Regions from separate parts of the Sus scrofa genome. Here region 1 is linked to region 2. A link is a contact called in public HiChIP or PLAC-seq data. All regions are on one chromosome and are shown on one strand. Each heading gives the region's core, a stretch centred on a gene start, on an enhancer-like site or on the middle of the called end of the contact. The rest is flanking DNA. Distances are from core to core; before and after follow the strand shown.

Region 1 (3,687 bases), core at 116-2,615, 55 kb before region 2:
CAGGCAAACATCCCGTCGATGCAAAAACTCCAGACTTAAGATGAGTCCGTGACTTAAAAGCACTCACCTGGAGGTGCGCCCAGCGAGGGCTGGTCCTAACCCACTGCCTCCCGTCTCCCTTCAAAGGGGGACCCTCTGGGGGATGTGTTTGCCAGATTCCCCGTGCTGGTTTCTTTGTTACTATTTGTTTGGGGGTTTGTTTCCGTTCTTTTTTTATAACATGTGGCTGTGAACTTGAATGACCACTGCTCAAACTTTCTGCTATTGTGGGGCTGGGGGGAAGAAGGGGTGTCTGTTTTATTATTGGTGTTTTCAGTGCAATAAAAAGCTACAAACTTCCGTGCACTCGCTGTCTCCTGGGCTCGGTCAAGCAGGTGGCGGGAGGTTTGCCGGGCCTTCCCCGTTGCGAGAGTGAAGTCCAGGGCTTCATTCTGATTGGACCGGCGCAGTCACGTGCTCAAGGCTGAGCCAATCGCTGTGAGATTACGCCCGGCCCAGGTGCCTCCACTTTGGAGGCAGGGGCGCGGCTGGTTTCTTCTCCGCTCATCGCTCATCGGGGGCCCTTAACCGGACGGAGCAAGGGGTGGACGTGCCTTGTCACCCACGGCCAATAGCAGAGCCTCCCCGGGGGCCTGGGACAAGGCTCTCGTCCCGGCCTCGGCTTCCTTGTGTGACACGGGCTTTTCCAGAAAGCCCCTCCTCCCCCACCCTCTTTCCTCCGCTCTACCTCGGAGACCAGCCCCCCGGGCCCGGGAGGGGTTTGGAGACGGGGTAGGGGAGGGGGGCTTTGGGCTGGAGAGGGGGAGGGCGGCGGGGCCCCAGCAGGGGAGGGGGGCGTTGCCGCCTTGGAGACTAGTTTGGTCCTCCGGCCCCAGGCCGCCGCGGGGCCGAGCCGGGGTGCTGGTGCGGAGGCTTTGGCCCCTCCTCAGGCTATGACAGGGCCGCCAGCTGTCCTGTGTGTTGACGGGAATGATCAGTGTGGAACCCAGAGTCCTGGGCGAACCAGAGGGGACGGTCTCAGTAAGCCAGGCCCCAGCTACGAGGCCTGGGCCCGCAGCTTTGGGGGATGTGCCTTTTGGAGCCCAAGGTCCTCTCCAGACCCTGCTCCAAGGTCTGGCTCCAGAATCCTCCCACCAGCCACTTGCTGGGTCCCTGGGGGCCAGCCTCTGAGGCCACCAGGGCGCGTGTCATGGGCCCCTTGCACATGAGAGGACCTTGGCAGCGAGGCGAAAAGGGCAAGGGGTGGAGTCGCAGAGGGACCCCGGAACCTGGCACGGCGCCCCGGGACTGCTTGGACCTGAGCCTTTAAGGGCCCTGGGCTCTCCGACTGCAGAGGAAGGGCTGGAGGACTCGGGCTGCCATTGCAGACACTTGCCAGAAGGTGGCAGCCCAGGAGCACGTTGCGGGAGGTGGGGTCCCTGAGCCTGCGAAGTCAGGGAGCTGGGCCTCCAGAGACAGCCTCTCCTTGGCCACCTCACGGGCGCCATCCTTTACAGCTCGCATAGGGCTTCCACGCCTCTTGTCCAAGTTACACGAGCCCCGATGTGAAGATGAAGAAAGTGAGGCTCAGGGGCCAAGAGGCTTCTCGCAGGACAGAGACTTGCACAGCAGAGCTCTGCTCCCTCCAGGGCCCCCCCAGCGGTGTGTGCCCCCATCTCTGGACGCCATGGCAGTGGCTGGGATTCTCAGGAGCCCCCTCTCTTGACCCCTGACCCTCCTGGCCACTGCCTCACGTCTTCGCTGTCCACACCCCTTGTCCCACCTCCTCACCGCCCTTTTCTCCAAAACCCTGCGCCGGGCTGGCTGGCCTCCAGTTCCTTGCTCGGGCACAGCAAGGCCTCCGCACCCTTTGGGATGCAGTTCCTTCAGGACCGGCTCCGGGAAGGGCCCCCCCCCCCATAAGGTCCCTCCATGGGTCGCTTGACCCCCTCCCCACCTCCCCGGGTTCACTGGTTTGAACCTGAGCAAACGTCTGCAAAACCGTGGGCTCCTTGAAGGCGGTGGGCTCGGGGTGCAGCAGGAGGTATTGGTATGCTTCCAGGAGCACACCCCTGACGCGTGCGTGCTGCCAGAGCACGTGGAGCAGCACGGATAACCCACCCGCCAAGGCAATGCCAACGGCAGACCCTGACACCAAGCGCCAGGCCCGCCAACCTCCTTACACCTGCCCTCACCACCGAGTTCACGTCACCCTTTGCTGGGCACCATGACCCTCGGGGACCCTCACTTCACCCTTTGCTGGGCACTACCCTTCTCTTCATTCTACCACCAAGGAGACAGTGGTGCCCAAAGTGAAAGCACCTGCCGAACACGGCCCAGGGAGGGAGGTGAGATTCAGAGTTGGGAGCACCTGTTAGGGCACGCTGCAGTCGCGTTGGGCTCTGAGGGCACGTGGAGGTGAGCCAGCCTGTCTCCTGTCCCCAGGAGTCCCTGAAGCCACCGACAGAGTGAGAACCAGCGCTCGGGGGAGGGAGAGAGAAGGAGCACAAGGGCCATGGCAGCGGCCGGGGCTCTGGGGTTTTGTGTGGAGGCTCAGTAGTGGGAGGGGTGCGGGACGGGTGCGGGAGGGTGCAGGTGAGAGCTGCGCTGAGAGCTAGAGCCGTGGGCCCGGTGGGGGCTGGGGGAGAAGGAGCCGGAACGCCCCAGGGGCGTGCCTGCCAAGGGCGTGAGCATAGCCTTCCCCAGTCCGGGCTGGAAGTGTTTGCACAGGGCAGAGTGGGGCAGGTCCCATCCTGTGGGAACGGTCCCTCCTCCTTGCCCTTCCTCCTGGGACCAGCCCCACCCTCCCCTCTCCACCTGGGCCGCTGGGGTCTCCCTGGCCCCCCTCCAGGCCCGTCCCTGCCAGGGCCCTGGGCGGGTGTGGGGGGAGTCACCCGGAAGTGGACTACCCCCCCCTCAAGGAAAAGGGATTGTCATCCTTGTCCCAGCGTGATCTTGGCTGAGGCCCCTTCCTCGCTGGGCCTCAGTTTCCTCCTTATCGCAACAGCGGGGGTGGACCTGTGCTCTCCGGTATGGGAACTGGGCTGGCTGCTCAGAGTCGCCCAGGGAATTTGCTGCAAATACAGATCCTTCAGGCCCCACCCTCAGGGCCTAGGAAACGGGGCTGGCCAGGCTCCAGGCGGCCGGACTCGGTTTGGGAATCCTGCGTCACGCGCCCCCACCCCGCCAGGTTCCCACGGTCCCACTTGGAGCTGGAAGGTCCAGTTATCGGCAGGCCCCACCCCGGCCTTCCCGCTTCCCCCTCCCGCTCCCCTGACTCAGCCAGGTCAATATTGACCAGCGGCCCCTCCCGGCCTGACTCCCATCCCCCCAGGCCCCGAAGCTCCCTGAGACCCTGCCCTTGGATCCGCAGAGTCAAGGTCAAAGCCAGGCTCGGGGGCCTAGAGGATTTTATTCCTGTTCCACTCCCCCCCAACCCCATCCCCCTCCCTGCTCACTGGGGAACCGTCAGGGTCCCTCCTTGTGAACCCCATCCCCCACGAGGGCGCAGGCCCTGAGTCTGCCCTGGAGCAGCCGTGCCCCCTGTAGCCTCCATGGCAGGGTCCCTGGCCAAAGGCTGAACGGGGCGGGCGGGGGCAGAGAGCTCCCCCCTGCTGCCCCCAGGACACCAGTGCGGGGCCTGTGCTTCCTGTCCCACTCACTCCTCTTACTGAAGGGGACACTGTCCAGCCTGCCAGTCACCTCCCA
Region 2 (3,884 bases), core at 243-2,742:
AGTGTGGCCCAGCCCAGATGCTTTGCTGGGCGACCCCCACGGGCCACAGCCAGGAATGGCCGCAGGAGAGGTTACGGTGAAACCCTACCTCAGGTACCCCTTCCCCCCAGAACAGGACCCTGGGAGCCCCGGGAGCGGGGGGGAGACAGAGGGCGGCAGGGAAGGAGCCCTGGGCAGAGTCAGGCTCTACCTGGGTGCCCGGACGCCTCTCTTCCCTCCCTGGGGCTCCGTTTCCCCGTGTGCACAGTAGTGGGGTGGGGGGGTGACTTCACTCGACTCTCTAAGCCTATTTATTTATTTATTTACTTTGTCTTAGGGCCCCACCTGCAGCATATGGAGGTTCCCGGGCTAGGGATCGAATCAGAGCTGTAGCTGCGGCCTACACCACAGCCACAGCAACGCGGGATCCGAGCCGTGTCTGCACCTACACCGCCGCTCACGGCAACGGTGGATCCTTAACCCACTGAGCAAGGCCAGGGATCGAACCCACATCCTCATGGGTACTAGTCGGATTCGTTTCCACTGAGGCCGCGACAGGAACTCCTCTCTAAGCTGTTCGCAAATGATGTCCTTAGGCCAGGAGTCTGTGCCTAGAGACGTGTTCTGACCTGAGACGCGAGAGTTCAAGGAGTGAGGGTGAGAGGCCCGGGGTTCCTGGAGGCACCCTGGCGGATCTCGGCGTGGAGGAGCAGAGGGGCCGGGAGCACGGAAAGGGCAGGTAGCCGGACGCGGAAATGCGCGAGAGGGACCCAGGAAGAAGGTGGGTGGGGGCGCCTGGTGACACTGCAGAGGGCCAGCTGTCGGCCTCAGATGGCCTGTTTCTGCTCCATCACGTCGCGCGTGAGACCCGGCTCGGCTCCGCCGTAGCTGTGACTTTGGGACACTCACTTGCGGGCTATAGTTCCTGGTCTAGACCATGAGGGATCAACCCTTTCTGGTACTCCAGGGTTTGGGGATGATGGAGGAAGGTGCCTGGAATCGGAAGCCTGCTGGGTGTCCTTAGGCGGGTCGCTCTCCCTCTCTGCTGTTCACGCCTGGGTCTCGACTTCTTCCTCTGAGGAGGGACCGGTGGCCTCAGAAGGGCTTTCTGCCTCGTCTATGTCCCCCTTTCCTGCGAAGCCCATTCCAATTCCCTCCGGCCTCGGCGAGCGCCCTCTCTCGTGCACTCTCCACTCTCAGCCCCCCGCCCTAACGAGGATGGCCGCCCACCCCTGCGCGGGGCTGAAGCACAGGAAGTGCACCCAGGTGAACCGATGGGGACTGAGTCAACCGGGTAGGTTATCGGGGCTCCCTTTGCAGACGGGAGAGCCCAGCACAGAGCAGGGACCCGCCCCCAGGCGCCACGGCGAAGGGAGGCTGCCACCGAGACAGGCAGCAGGCGAGTGGGGCCAGCCACTCTTTAATAAAAGTGACTCAGCCGCTGGCTGGCGTGGGCTGCGGAATTTCTAAACATCCCCTCACATCCTGAGCGAGCAGGCTACGGGAGGGAGCAGCAGAGGGAAAGAGGAAGAAAAACAAGAAACTTGGGGGAGAAGAGAGGGGGCTGAAAATTGAAAACAGACGCACGCGTCCACCCTCCCCGCTCCGGCCCCCTTCTCCCAGCTGAGCCAATCAGAGGCCGCCCTGCAGCCTTTCCCCCAAGGTGGGGGGGCAGCCAAGCCCACAGTGGTGTGAGCTCCCGGGGCAGCCAGCAGCCCGCAGTCCCTGCCCACCCCGTCTGGGACCCAGGACCGTTTTGTGAGCCACTTGGAGCCCGAGAGGAGGAGGGACTAGGAGGAGGGAGCCGGGCCCCCCTGACCAGCGCCACCAGGCAGCAGCCAGACCAGGGCGGCCCTTCCTGGCAGCCCGGCTGCTCCAGAAGGATGCTTTCGGAGTGAGGCCACTCCTCACCCCTGCAGCCCCCGACTCCCTCGGTTCTCCCGGGGCTCCGGGAGCCTGCAGCCGTCCTCACGGCCTCCCTGCCCGCTGCTGCCCCATTTCGGGTCCAGCAACGTCTTTCTGGTAACAGCAGAGAGTAGGCGGTGTGGAGGTCTTCCTGGAGGGGGCGGCAGCCAGAGCCCAGGACCCTGCCCACACCACAGGAGGCATCAGCAGCAAGGTAAGTGCCGGAAAGAGGAGAGAAGCCCAGCCCCTGGTCCTGTCCCCTTGTCCCAGACTGCGCCTTGTTGGGTAGGTCAAAAAATGGAAAATATTTTTAACAAAACCAGATGGGAGGTGGCCAGGAGGCTGTGAACGACCTCAGGGCCGGAGGAGCGAGCTCCCTCCTGCTCCGGCTGCTTCTGGGGTGGACGCCTCCTGCCCCAAGCAAACCCCAGAGGTTGCTGGGTGCTAAGTGGGGCAGGGGCGCCTCCAAAGCATAGAACCGCCTGCGGGAGGGGCAGGGAGAGCGGGAAGGACGTGAGAGAGGAATTGGGAGATGGCTGGCAGGGTGCGTGGACCAGGGACCTCAGACTCGCAGCCTCTGTCCCCAGGCCCAAGCCTTGTCCCTGAGAGTCTGTCTGGCTTTAGGCCAGTCAGCCGCCAGGCAACGTCTCAGGATTTAAATGGATTTGCAAATTTTCCAGATTCCTAAAGTGTCCTTCCAAACCCCCAGCGGCTGGGAAAGTGCGAAGGCGATGGGGCCACGGCAGGCCCGTCCTGGCGGTCACGTCCCGCAGCCCAGACTGGGCGTCTGGAATCCGACCGTCGGATCTGGGGGTTCCTCTCTGGAAAAGGGGGATCGGCTGTGGGGCGCTTTCCTCCAGTCCCAGGCAGCTGCTCAGGCCTCCTGGTGGTCTCCCTCCTTCTCCGCTCCCCCCAAGCCCGAATCTGATCTCTGGTTCCTTTTCTGTGCCTGTAGAAAGCCCCGGCTCCTGACAGCGGCTGCCACCACGGCCACTTGCTGTTCGCGTGGTGTGTACACGCGCGGTCCCGTGTAACGCGCACCAGCAACTCCAGAGGCAGGGTCCGGTTTTGTACCCAGTTTACGTGGGAGGAGACTGAGGCTCAGAGCAGCCACAAAGTGGTGCGGCGTGGCTGGTGGGCGGCGGAGCTGGGGAGTCAGGACGCGTCCTGCCCCACCCTCCAGGCTCGGGCTTGGTGTTCCTGCCAGTCGGATCCCAGGATCCCAGGAGGGATTTTCGCGACCCTGCCTGTGGACAGGCCCTTCGTCACCACGGCCCTTCTCCTCCAGGGACCTCCCCCCTCTGCCTCCTCCAGGCAGCCTTTCTGGGTTTACATTCTTCCAAGGCTTGCCATGCCCTTCTGTGCAGCCTTGCTGTCGCGTCTGTTGACATGGCAGGCGCCAGGCTTCCCCGTCTCGGGTTCTGGTCCCCGTGTCCCTAGGAGGGCAGTGGGGCTGGGAAAGGGTGGCCATGAGGGGAGGGACTCGCTGGAGACCGCGTGCCCCCACCCTCCTTCCGCTGCCTGCCCGGAACCTCGCGGGGATCCTTCGGATGCTTCTCTATGTCCAGGAGGGAGTCCCCTGCCTCTGCGACCGCCCTTCTAGTGACACCTCACGTCCAGCGGTCGTCCCCTGCCCTGAGCAGCAGGGCCCTGAGGCTGCGGCCCCTGGGGACCTGCTGGTTCCCGTTGTCACCTCCTCCCCTGTGCCGGGCACAGACCCTGGGCCCTCGCAGGCCTTTGGCGTCTGTGTTGTCGTGAGCCCTGCCTTGAGCACGAGGCCAGTGAGTCAGAGCAGCGCTGCGACTTTCCCAGGGTCGCACAGCCGGCAGAGGTGGCATTTAGGCCGAGGTCTGCCGGGGACCAAGGCCGTAACCCCCTGCTCCCACGGAACCCGGCCGGGCCGAGCCCTCATCCCCCCACAAGGCCTGTTCCTTCTTCCCCAGAAGGGGCAGCTTCAGGCCTGTCCTGCTTCCGGGTCCACCGGGGCCTGGTGTGTGGCG

Evidence for each region. HiChIP or PLAC-seq counts read pairs in DNA pulled down with a chosen protein or histone mark.
Region 1: a contact with region 2 is called in an H3K27ac HiChIP or PLAC-seq map of skeletal muscle. The contact joins the enhancer-like site here to the promoter of PDGFRB in region 2. A contact is called at or near these places in 2 of 5 promoter capture datasets (fetal skeletal muscle and liver), 23 of 47 Hi-C or Micro-C datasets (adipose tissue, alveolar macrophages, brain and 13 more) and 1 of 2 datasets of contacts at active chromatin or transcription factors (skeletal muscle).

The regions. Positions count from the first base shown.
Region 1 is chr2:151,245,014-151,248,700 of Sscrofa11.1, reverse strand. It overlaps CAMK2A (calcium/calmodulin-dependent protein kinase type II subunit alpha), which reads left to right. Exons shown (of 20, transcript XM_021085017.1): 20 at 1-345. Among named protein-coding and RNA genes, the nearest start is that of SLC6A7, 25 kb to the right of the region's middle. Within about 2 kb of position 1,365, at least 60 of the 83 cell types and tissues checked have an H3K27ac peak or open chromatin away from gene starts, as enhancers often do. A contact at or near this core is called in adipose tissue, brain, fetal skeletal muscle and 5 more, where this site is marked.
Region 2 is chr2:151,190,426-151,194,309 of Sscrofa11.1, reverse strand. It overlaps PDGFRB (platelet-derived growth factor receptor beta), which reads left to right and starts at 1,492. Exons shown (of 23, transcript XM_021085013.1): 1 at 1,492-2,098.